Regions from separate parts of the Mus musculus genome. Here region 1 is linked to region 2. The links are chromatin contacts, called in public promoter capture Hi-C maps. All regions are on one chromosome and are shown on one strand. Each heading gives the region's core, a stretch centred on a gene start, on an enhancer-like site or on the middle of the called end of the contact. The rest is flanking DNA. Distances are from core to core; before and after follow the strand shown. Region 1 holds the start of Rbm33 (RNA binding motif protein 33). Region 2 holds the start of 1700096K18Rik (RIKEN cDNA 1700096K18 gene).

Region 1 (6,028 bases), core at 2,181-4,680, 2.8 Mb after region 2:
TCCAGCTACTTGGTTGCTTTGAAATCTTGATGTCTTGGATCAAGGGAATTGCACTTTTTCTCAGTTGTAAATTGGGAATAACAGTCTTCTGACCCATGTACATTTCTGACATAGAAAATGTGTGAGGGTATATACAAATGTGTAGGTGCACTCCAGAAAAGGGCATCAGATCCCATGGAGCTGGAGTTATAGGTGTTTGTGAGCTGCCTGACATGGGACTAGGACCCAAACACTGCTCCTCTGTGAATGCAGTATATGCTTTTTTTTTTTTAAAGTTTTATTTATTTATGTATAGGAGTACACTGTCGCTGCCTTCAGACACACCTGAAGAGGACATTGGATTCCATTACAGATGGTTGTGAGCCACCATGTGGTTGCTGGGAATTGAACTCATGACCTCTGGAAGAGCAGTCAGTGCTCTTAATGGATGAGCCATCCCTCCAGCCCCTCAGTATATGCTTTTAACCACTGAACCATCCATCTAACTCCATGTTTTGGTTGAATGCATTACTATGTGAATTCTGAGTAGGTATCCACCCTCCACCTTTATGTTTAGTATGCCAAAGCATTCTTACTTACCAACCACAACAATCAAAATCAAGCAGTTAACTGTCATATTCCACCTCTCTGATCCTGTGGCCTTCCTATTTTCACAATTGGCCCACTGATACATCTCCCTGGGAGAGCCATTTCAGTCATGGGCTGTACTTGGTGGCCATGACTCTTCTTTAGCCAGGAACTCCACCTACCTGTTTTTCCCAGACGTTCATAAATGTGATGCTTTTGAAGATTACAAACCCGCATAGAGCATTCTTCAGTAGAAGTTTCTCAACAATTAACTCAGATAGCCTTTTTAAAAAAAAAAAACAAAAAACATATGAAAGTCTATATTTGGGTCTATGATTCCAGAAGGAGAGTTCATAATGGAAGGAACGACATGACAGCATGCACCCGGGGCAGGCAGTGGAGATACTGTCTCTTCAACAAGAAAATGTGAATGTAGAAAGCGTCTCTCCCTGGAGAACTATTGATCACTGAATTCCATTTCTTTCTTGTTAGAAGATTTTACTTTCTCAATGCCATAGCTATGTTAGAGCATGAGATTTGAGTCAAGATGGATACAGAGTTGAAATCGTGATTCATTTGTTGAAAGTGCAGATCCAGAGACTTTTGATTAATTTAATCTTCACTTGCCCCACTTTTTAATTAGTAAAATGTACGGCCCTTATGGAGGCATAGAGTGTGGAGCAAATGATCATTCCATGACTTATAGACTGCCTGTGCTTCTAACTTGCTTTACTTTTTGTGCTTTCAGTCACTATTCCATTTTATTTATTTGTTTGTTTATTTATTTAAGCCAATAGAAAGTCTTTATTATAGCTGGTCAGTGACTACACTGGGTGTTAGGTAGACGTCTTTGATCTCCACAAAAGACATTGTTCTCCTACTTCATTCTGTAGGTACACAAGATTTTTATTCACTCATAATTGAAGTGTTAGTTAACTCAGGTGAAGTGTTTCAAATAGAAACTATTCTTTTGGAATATAGGATTCAAAAGCCAAGATTTGGGTGTTAGGTGTCAATGAAGGCACAGTGTGTCTCCAAGGCCACCTAGGTACTCACTGAGGGGAAGGTGCCTCCTTGGCTTAAAAGCTACTGACCTATAGAAGCCAGTGTATCTAATAGCTCTGAGAGTTCCTTTTTTTTCGAGACAGGGTTTCTCTGTATAGCCCTGGCTGTCCTGGAAATCACTTTGTAGACCAGGCTGGCCTTGAACTCAGAAATCTGCCTGCCTCTGCCTCCCGAGTGCTGGGATTAAAGGCGTGTGCCACCACGCCGGGCTGAGAGTTCATTCTTAAACCCTCACGTTTAGATAGTAACCTCAATTAGGAAAGCACAGAGGGCGAGGTTCCTGTGAGGTATTTAAGGGCTGAGCCGTGCTCTGAAACCATTTTCACCACAAGCGTTGCAGTTTGGTTTCCTGGTTGACACTGAGCCTTTAACAGGTTTCTAGAGGAAGTTAGAGAGCTGACTGAAGTGGTATGTAGTGATAAGGAAAAGGGGGTGATTAAATCTGTACTCACAGCAAGTGATCACATCTCTAAATACTAGGTGTTCCTACATACAGGTTAAATGTTTTTCTAGTGAATGTTTCAGTACAGAATGTTTAGAGTTTCCTGTCCTGGAGAATTTCAGTTTTAGGTGAAATTAAGAAAACTACTTTCTTAAGGTCATAGCTATGTTAGAACATGAGATTTGAGTCAAGGCAGACATAGAGTTGAAATCCTGACTCATTCGAAGTGGATATTCAGTGGCCTTTGAGCAATTTAATCTTCATTTGCTATAATTGAGATGCACGTCTTTTTTCATGTGTAATACGTTATAAAGTATTATGAAGTAATTTTATCATTGTACCTATTTTTGAGAGGTCTTTCTCAAGACCAGCACTGATATTATCTTGAAAATATTCTCAGTTGGGTAGTCCATCCTGAACAGTGTAAAAATTAGGAAAAGGTGACAAGGGGTTCAAGCAGTTTAGATATGAATTAATGTGCTTTCTGACAGAAATCTAGTTAGTCAGTGAGGCTCCATGCCAGGCTTACTTTTATTGGGCAATGACTTCATGACGATTTTTTAAAAAAGGAATTTTTTTTCCTTCTGTTTCTTAAATGAACATTATAAAGCAGGGATTTTAGGGATTTTTTTTTTTTTTTATGAGGAAAAATTTCAATCACCTAAAAGTTGAATTTCACAGCAGACATTCTTTTAGCTCCCTAAGACTTTCCGGGAATGTGGATGCCCGCGTCTGGAATTCTCACTGAGCGGCGACCAGCCTCCATGCCGGGCCTCTCCAAGGGCCCACCTGCGGGGCTCCTCCGCCTTCCCAGCTCGCTTTTGCCCGAAACCTCGTCCTCAAAGCCGCAGGCTTGGGGACTTGCTTTAGGATGCTCTGGAGTCCGTCTTTGAGGTCGTGGTACCTAGTGCCACCGCCACACACCTCCTCTCCTTTCCTAAGACCCTACGCGCGAGGCTTTCCGCCAGCTCGCGCGAACGCGAGTGCGCGTGCGTCGATGTAGCGTTCGCGCGCCTCAAGCTTGGGGGCGCGGTAGCCAGACTCGGCCGTTAGCGTCTCCGGCCGCGCTTCGGCTCCACTTGCCACGGCGGCTCAGCCGTCGTAAAGCGCAGCCGCGCCTACTGCTGCAAGGCGATTTATGTCGACTTTACGGCGTGTGGCCGTCCACACTCCTCCCGCCTGAAGCCTCGGCCTTCCAGCCCGGCCGAAACTGTGTCTGTGCGCTGCTCTTTCTAGCGCGCGCCGCCGGGCACTCGCTGGCGTTCAGGCACCCGGGACCTTAGGCGTCCGCCCGCCGCCGCCTGGCTCTTCCGCCCGCCTTGCTCCCGGCGTGCACCGCGGCGCGGCCATGTTGCCGTAGTGTTGTTTTCTTCCTGCGGAGGCGAGGGTCCGCTGCGGACCGCGACGCGCGGGCCTCGCCTCTGCTCGCTCGCGGGCGCCGGCCCTCGCCGCTCCCCCGCCTCCCCGGCCCGCACCAGAGCCGTCGGCCTGCCAGGAGCTCGGGGGACGGCTGAAGGCCGGGCCCGGGGACCACCATGGCGGCCGCCCTGGGCGCAGGCGGAGGAGCAGGCGCTGGAGGTACGTGGGCCGCGGCGGGGGCCGTAGACCGGGCACCCTTTATGTAGGGCCTTCGTGCTGCCCCGCCACAGACGGAGCCGCCCCGGGCTTGCCGCCGCCGTTCAGGCCGGGAGCGCGGAGCGTTAGGCCCGAGGCGGCGACGCGAGGTCGGCGGCGGCCCCGCGACGGGGTCGGGGGGCCCTGGCGACTTCCAGTCTTCTTGGAAGATGCGCCCTGGGCAGCGGCAAGCAGCCTACTCAGTGTAAAAAGAATTTTGCGGTTTATTAGGGTGCTTTAAATAAACCTATTATCATCTAAGGAAAACTTGTGTTTGGCAGTATGCTTGAAAGGGATGAAGACCGTGTACAAAGGGTTGGTTACTGAACCAGTTGTTTGAGTATTTTCATTTCGCAATCGTAAACGATATGGAAAGACTAGCCAGTTATAAGTAAAACCACGTTTTGTTGAACGAGGGTTTTTTTTTTTTTTTTTTTTTTTAAAGATGTGGAACAATAAAAAAAATGACGTTTCAGGACTTGGATAAAAGACCCTCACGGTAAAATGTGGACAACAAAAGCATTTGCCAGCTAGTTCTGGCTATAGACACTTGAACTATTCTACATATTCCAGAGGTGTTAGTGATGCTTACTTACAGATTGGGGGTTGGGGTGGGCATGTTAAACAACCCTGCTTAGGAGTTCTGACCTCAAAACAAAAAACCCAAACGGCAGAGACTACATCCAGAATGCCATTTCTGGCAGGATGTGGTATGGTATATGTCACTGCCAGCTTACATAGATGATTTTTTTTTTTTTAACATGCAGATTCGAGGCTTTCTAGTTAAATGCTTAAAATACATTTTGTCTACTCTACCTGATTAGAGAAGGTAAAAACTTAAGGTTTTATATGTGAGTCTCAGTGTTATGGGAGCCCTTGGGTCAAAGCTGTTTTTAAAAGATGAAGATGATATTTTCATTTTCCATTTTTTCTCACTAGTGTGGTTTGGTTTTCCAGAGGCTGTGTGGCATGTGAAGACTTGACATGGATGGCTTGGGGACTATGCGCTTTTATGATCTTTTAAGTTTCTCATTTAAAACTTTAATAGTAAAAACTGATAAATATCCACACAAATAAAACTTGAGGGCTGTATATTAGTTTTTAGCCAGAAAGTTTGAGGGTTGTAATTTTAGAAGGCTAGATTGCCTTTTTGGAAGTTTGGAATTTTTCTTCCATCTTAATATCTTGTCAGCATTTCCATTGCTTAGACTTAATCCAAACTCCTTGGGAAAGTAGGCAAGTTCTTTTGAATATTCACCTTGGTGCTCAGCAGCTCTGCAGTCCTGGAACTGCTGGACCTCTTCAGCCCATGTGCAGTACACTGTTCCTGCCTTGAAGGGGTTACACTCCTATTGGTAGTTGGTCATCTCTGAGGCTTACTGTTGGGTAAGTTCACCCTTTCTAGTTCTTTCTGAACCCTGGCTGGTTCAACTTAGCTGTTTTGGCTCAAGCTCTTCTCAAGCTGATCGATCTGGCTTCTCTGGGATGGCTTCTCCTGGATTGCTCTGTTTGGCCTCACACCAACTCTAGCAACCTTTTCTAATCTTCTGGCTTCTTCTCATTTTCTGGCTTGTTCTCTCCTTCAACCTGTCTTTGTAAAACTCGCCAGTAAAACTGCCCCCTTCCTCCTTTTCTTTTTCCTTCTTTCCCTTTCCCTCCCTCCCTCCCTCCCTCCCTCCATCCCTCCATCCCTCCATTCCTCCCTCTCTCCCTTCCTTATTTTCACTTATTGTCTGCCACTCAATTAGACATCCCTTTCAAACATTGGTGCTTTCTTCTATAAACTAACTTTACCTTCCTTGTTTGGGATTAAAAGTGTGTACTAAGGGCATGTCTGTATTCCAGCGGAGGGATTAAAGGTGCTAAGGCTGAGATACAACTAGAAACATTTTTTTTGTTTTTGTTTTGTTTTGTTTTGTTTTTAGTAAGTAACACAATCTTGGGGGGATCACAGTGTGATCAAATATCCTGTAACTGTCTCCTGATTCAGCATGCTCCGGCTCCTGAGGGAGGAGGCCTTACTAGAGAAATCATTGGCTTCTATTTATCTGTTTGCTACCTCAGTGCCTCCCTCTCCATCTAGTAACACTCTTATTTTCTCTTGAACAATTACCTTAATCTGTAAATTGTTTTTTAAGACCTATGAGGACAAGCATATCTGCCTGCTTTGCCATGCACCCCAAATTCCTGACCTTGTACATGTGTTCAGCATATACTTGATAGATGAGTTAGAGATTGAAATATTTCATTTAAAAGAAAACAATGCCCTTTCTCTTGTCCATTAGATTTCCAATGTTTGCTGTAGAACCAACAAAACCATTACACTGGAAATATTTACAT
Region 2 (6,173 bases), core at 2,962-5,461:
TCCTCAGGATACCACAAGTGAGTTCTTTTCCCAAGTCTGGGCAGAAACATAATCTCCTCCAATTCTCACACCAACGCTGAACATAGTCAAGTCCAGTATTATTAGCCCCACTTGATAGAGGAAGAAACTGAGACTTATATGTGGTTGGGGGTGGCTGGCAGTTCCCAAGCCTGCAGGAGGAGGAATACCTGTGCAATGTGACCCCGCAAACCCTTCCAGGTCTAAGCTGTGTCCATCCTTCAATCTGATTTATCTGGAATGGCAATGCTAGCAGTGAGTGTCCTTTAAGAACCTGAGATGATCCCGTTGATGGCAGGCTAATTCTCCTAAACCGTTAGTTATACATTCCATTATCCTAGTAGCCCTCCAGGACAGGAACATTGCAGGGCTCAAAACCTATCCCGATCCCACAGTAGGCTCTCTGCCCTGGGGAGACCACGTGACTATCCTGCACACAGCACATACCGGTCCCACCCTGTTTCTACCCTGCCCCAGGGCGTGATCTGCTCAACACTTCCCATTCCCCAGGGCCAGGGAACTCTGGCTCAGAATGCAGGAAGCTGAGCACCTTTGAGCCAGAGCTGGACTCAGTGCTTGCTGAGCTCACAGGAGATCCTAGGTCAGCCCCTAGCTGGGAGCAACCAGATGACAGCAGACTTGGATGGAAAATGTTAGCTAAAGGGATGTCCACAGAAATTTTATTTAGAATTTCCACTTTTATTGAAAGTTAGATTGTTTTCATACAATATATTCTGATCACATGTTCCCCTTCTCCCACACACACCCTAACCCTCTCCCCACCTCCCCATACCCACAGGATTCTTTTTTGAGATGGTTTGGTTTGACATGTTTGTTTTTATAAACAGGGTCTCGTGTAGGCCAGGCTGGCCTCAAATTCACATGGCTACTGAGGCTAGCCTTGACCTCATGACTGACCAGCCTGCTTCTACAAGCCTCCACACCTCAGTTTGGGACTGGGTAGTTGTGCACAAATACAAGGGCATGTCTTTACCCTTAAAACTGACAGACAGACCAAGACTGGCATCACAGAGACCCAACGTTAACCAGCAGTCACCAAGCTCATCCTGTATGTTTGGGGCACGCAGGTTGGTGCTACATTTAAACTCCAGGGCAGCTGCTCTAAAACTGTCCTAGCCAAAGCCTGTGTCATAGAAACACCAGACAGGTCCAGCCACTGAGAGAGTGCTGGAGTGGGGGAGGAGAGAAGAACCTCTTTTTACTGTGTTCCTGCCCTGTGGGATGACACTTATAACCACCTCCAGGGCAGCAGCTGGGATCCCCTCCCCCACTGGAACCAGCATCCAGCAGAGCCTGGAGCTGCCCTGGGGAAAGGGGGGCTGCCTGCCAAGGATCTGCCCACCTGGGGCCACCGCCAGGGCCCGGCCCGAGCCCGGGGCCCAGTCAGACTCTGCAGTCTGTACACAACCTGAAACAAAGTGGGCAAAAGGCTGTCCTTGAGTCCACATGCCTTAGTTCTTACTCTGCTCATCAAGAAATAACAGGAAATAAAGTAAGAAAATGAAAGAATCATAAACTGTTTACAAGAGTAGCTCCTCTCCCAATTCTTGTTCACAGGTGTGTCTACACCATGGGGTCCAGCCAATAGGAAGACTGGGTTGCCTGTTGACTGGATCCCATCTCATGGAAGCATTTGTTTATCCACTAAGCATTTGCTAAACCTGCCCTAGCAAATAGAAAGAGCCCAGCTTGGAGGGAGAAGGGGAACCAGCCATTTTAAGTAAACAAGAAGGCTTCAGATGGTGCAGCATGCTTTGAAGGAAGTAACTGGGAGAGGACAGAAAGTACCTGGTTGGGGGCAGGGAAAGGACCCATTTCAGATCAGCTGACACTGAAGGCTGGCCTGAGAAGTCAGAAGAGATGCAGCTCCACACACAAGCCCCGAAGCCTCAAGTGCAAAGTTGGAAATGGGAAGCCCTGAGGGAAGGTTCTCAGTGTGCCTGGACTGCGCAAGCTAGGCACCTACAGAGCTGGGCCTCCCCCAGCCAGGATCCCGGAGCTCTGCAGACCTCGGGATGCAACCTAAAAGGCCACTTCTGTCAACTGGAATGCCTTAATGAGCCTGACAGGGCAATCTGCGGAGCCTGACCTGCATGCACACAAGATCATCTACTTTAGTAATTTTGAAAAAGTCATGGGTGTGGAGAGGGAGTGGCAGAGTAAGTGGGTCAGGGTCTTCTGTGGCCCAGGCTGGCCTTGAACTCCTGATTTTACTCCAGCCTCCCCAGCACTGGGATCTCAGGCAAGACCACCACACTCAACAGCTGTTTTGTTTTTGAGCTGGTTTCAAATAGCTCATACTGACCTTGAACTCCCCATGAGGCTGGCCTTGAATTCTTCCTGCCCCCAAATCCCAAATGCGGAGAGTACCAGAATTACCACAGTGGGGATTAAGACAACCCCCAGAAGACAGGGTTTCAATGCACAGCCCTGACAGGCCTGGGATCTGTAACCCTTCCTCTGCTCACCAGCAAAGGCTAGGCCAGTTTCAAATTTCAACTAAATTTCTCTTGGAGACTACATTGCACTGTGCAGTTTTATCAGTTTATTTCTTCTCTCTCCCCTCCCCCTCCCCCCCACCCCTTGGTTTCTCAGTGTAGCCCTGGCTGTCCTGGAACTCACTCTTGTAGACCAGGCTGGCCTCAAACTAAGAAATGCGCCTGCCTCTGCCTCTCATGAGCTGAGATTAAAGGCATGAGCCACCACTGCCCAGCTTATTTCTATTCTCTAAAACGATTTAAAAAAGCTAGCTCAATTATAGAAAGTACACATGTAAATTTTAAATGTCAATATTGCATAAACAATGGAAATTTGACTGCTACTCAGGAAAGGCAGCCTATTATTTTTGGAGTAACAAATTTGGTCACTTTAGGAACTAAGTCCTGGGACTGCAAAGATGACTCAGGTTCACAGCTCTGGCTCTTCCAGAGGACTTTAGTTCAATTCCGAGCACCCACAAGGTAGCTTGCGACTGTAACTCCGACTGGAATCTAACATCCTTACACAGACATACAGGCAGGCAAAACACCAATGCACATAAAATGAAAATTAATTAAAAAAATTCAATCCCAGGGTGGAGAGATGAAACCTTCTGCAGAGGAGCCCCCAAGTTAGGTGGCCCACAACCAGCGGCTCCAGGAACCCAGCGGCCGCCCTCTCTGGCTTCTGCAGTCAAACCCCGTACCAAGGAACTAGCGAGTTCCAAACCAGTCAGAGATACAAAGGGAGAGGTGAGATCCTGTTTGAAGAAACCTCCAAACCTAAGACACACCCAAAGAAAAGCACTACCCCCACCACCATCAACAACAAAATGTTTGAATGATCTGGGCCGTCCAGTTCCTTTCTGGAACCAAAACCAGCTAATATTGATATTGACGTTTATCACTTAACCCCTCTCCCTGATTTCGAAATGAAGTCTGTTCCACTCAGCCGAATTTAAGGAGAGGTGTGAGGGAATGAAGGCGGTGTGCGTGGGGGCTGGGGAAGAAGGAGTTGAAAGGGGCGGGGTGCGGCGGGGTACAGAGGCAAATGTAGATCGCTGCTACATTGAGTTTGGGACCGGGACCAGGTATCGAGGCCCGGGCTCCCAGACCCAAAGAAAGCAGGAAGAAACGCAGCAAAGAGGGAGGGAAGCCGACAGAAACCGGAATGCCCACGGGAACAAACTCAACAGTGACCAGCTGGAATCCACCGCGGACCATAGGAGGCAAGGCGCCTGGCGCGAGGGGCCAATAGGAGGACGAGCCGAAAGAGGGGCGCTGCAAGGCCAACCCGAGGACCAGCAAGACTGGGGGCGGGGCCTCTGGGACGAAGCCAATGACTGGGAGAGCGGCCTGGGACGCGTGGCCAATGGCAGGGCGAGCTGGGTTGGGGCGTGGCCCCTGGTTTGAAGCCAATGGCAGGGAGTACAGCTTGGGCGAGGCCAGTGGGAGCTCGAGGGTGGGGGAGGAGCCAGACCCGGAAGACAGTGGGGGCGGGGAGCCGCGATGACAACCTGTCAAGTCCACTTCGGGACGAACTAGGTCACGCGCTTCTTGTAGCTCCGGCGCCCCCGCCCCGCGAGGCCCTGCGGGTGGCCCCGGGGCCGGGCCGCACCGCTTCCTCTTCCTGCCCGCGGGGGTGGGGGCGGGGCGGACACCTGCCGTTCGCCGGCCCGCTCCAGCCTTCGGGCTGCCGAAGGTCTCCTAGCCTTCGGGCCAGTGCCCGCCGATCCTCCGGGAGCCAGGTCCGCGATCTCCGGCGCCCGCCGTGGGCTCGGGAAAGCGCACAGCGCACTACTTGTCGCGGAGGGATCCGGCCCCTGAGTTACCTGTTCTCCACTCGGAGCTGACCTCGGTCCAAGGGCCCGCAAGTCCGCCTCACCGAGAAGTAATACAGGTTCGGATCCGCGCCGCCGACCTCACAATGGCGCGGGCGTCCAGCCACTGTCACGCAGCATCCCGTGCGATTATTCGCCCAGAGCCTCACTGCTTAGGGGACCACGGCGGGGCCCTTCTCCCTCTCGCTCATTCAGAAGATGAGAACGTCCCCGCACGACACAACGACGCTGTTTTAACAATACCCAACTAACTCTGCTCTTCCAAACTGCACACACTTAAAGGTGACATGGCCACAGACGCTGGGTTGCAATACTACGCTGGAATTCTGCACTAATTATTTAAAAGCTTTCTTACAGTACTACAGCGAAACGACCGGTTACAAACCTTTCATTTTCGTTCGAACACCGTACTCTAACCAATGGATATTTTGTGAATACTTCTATTCAGTATCTCTAGATTTTTAAAAAAAAAAACCCAAATGTAAAGAAAGACATTACCAAATGAGTGGTTCATCAGTGAAATAATTTGTTTTGCCTTTACATTTTAGCCTTTTTGGAAGGCACATTATTTGCAGTATACACAGATATAAATTTTGTACATTTAAAATAGCCTGTATAGCCTTTTTGTCGTTCTTTCTTGAAGCCCCTCCCACTCTGAAGATTCTTTCGCTTCTATTAATTTTAAGTCTGGTTAAAAAAATAGTGCTTGAGGCCATCCTGGTCTACAGAGTGAGTTCCAGGACAGCCATGGTTAAAAGAGAAACCCTGTCTCAAAAAAACCAAAACAAACAAAAAAAAAATAGTGCTTAAATTAAACATAAAAACAATTAGCATTTACATTTGAATAATGCTTCTTCATGTTTATTACCATGTACATTACTAGGAACTGGAAGTCCAATCTTGTAAAAAATTAAAATTCAAGACAGGCCTTTATAGTGAGGTTATTGTCTTTTCATTATAACTCATTTTTTACAGCCAGCTAATTTTCCAGAGGGAATTACTGTTCCTATCTTTAGTCAATTTGGTTAAGAATTCTTTGCCTTTAAATATATAAAAATGTTTGTGTATGATTTTATTTTTCTGTGAGAGCATTAAGGTTAGAGGACAACTTGTGGGCATGCTATTCTTTTACCTAGGAATGGAACGCATTTCCACCCTGTGACAGGGTCTCATGTATCCTTAGATAGCCTGGAACTCACCTGTATAGATCACATTGACTGAAATTTCAGAGATTCCTCTGCCCCTCTATTCCTGGGATTAAAGGTGTACAACACTGCCACCAGCATTAAAAATTGTCTTTATACGTCTCTGGTTTTTTTTTTTTTTTTTTTTTTTTTTTTGGTTTTTCGAGACAGGGTTTCTCTGTATAGCCCTAGCTGTCCTGGAACTCACTTTGTAGACCAGGCTGGCCTCGAACTCAGAAATCCACCTGCCTCTGCCTCCCAAGTGCTGGGATTAAAGGCGTGCGCCACCACGCCCAGCACGTCTCTGTTTTTACATTACCTATATGTAACTGTCCACTGAGGCCAGAAGAAAGTCGTGGATCCCTGGAGCTTGGGTTAATTCCAAAAGGTTGTACGCCAGCTTTTGGTACTGGGAAGTGATCTTGGGTCCTTGGAAGAAGCAGCAAGCACTCTTAACCCAGGAGACAGCCTCCTGGCCACACCTCCCTTTTGTTTTTAATTTCCAAGATTTTGAAGTCTTTTCCCATTGAAGGCTGTTTAATTCTTCCATCTCCTTGGGAATAGAACCCAGAACTTGCCCATGCGCAGTGCGCTGGTCATTCTTTACTGTCAGTTAATATTAAGCAGACTAT

What was found. Capture Hi-C pulls out chosen DNA fragments and counts their contacts.
Region 1: a promoter capture Hi-C map of liver shows a contact between it and region 2, with 2.9 times the contacts expected there. The contact joins the promoter of Rbm33 here to the promoter of 1700096K18Rik in region 2. A contact is called at or near these places in 2 of 39 promoter capture datasets (cranial neural crest and hippocampal neurons) and 1 of 9 other capture datasets (liver).

What each region holds. Positions count from the first base shown.
Region 1 is chr5:28,313,759-28,319,786 of GRCm38.p6, forward strand. Rbm33 (RNA binding motif protein 33) reads left to right here and starts at 3,431. Exons shown (of 19, transcript NM_028234.1): 1 at 3,431-3,652. The coding sequence starts at 3,610. It overlaps Gm35602 (a long non-coding RNA gene), which reads right to left and starts at 3,329. Exons shown (of 5, transcript XR_003955879.1): 1 at 2,736-3,329; 2 at 750-849.
Region 2 is chr5:25,525,807-25,531,979 of GRCm38.p6, forward strand. 1700096K18Rik (RIKEN cDNA 1700096K18 gene) reads left to right here and starts at 4,212. Exons shown (of 1, transcript NR_027388.1): 1 at 4,212-5,660.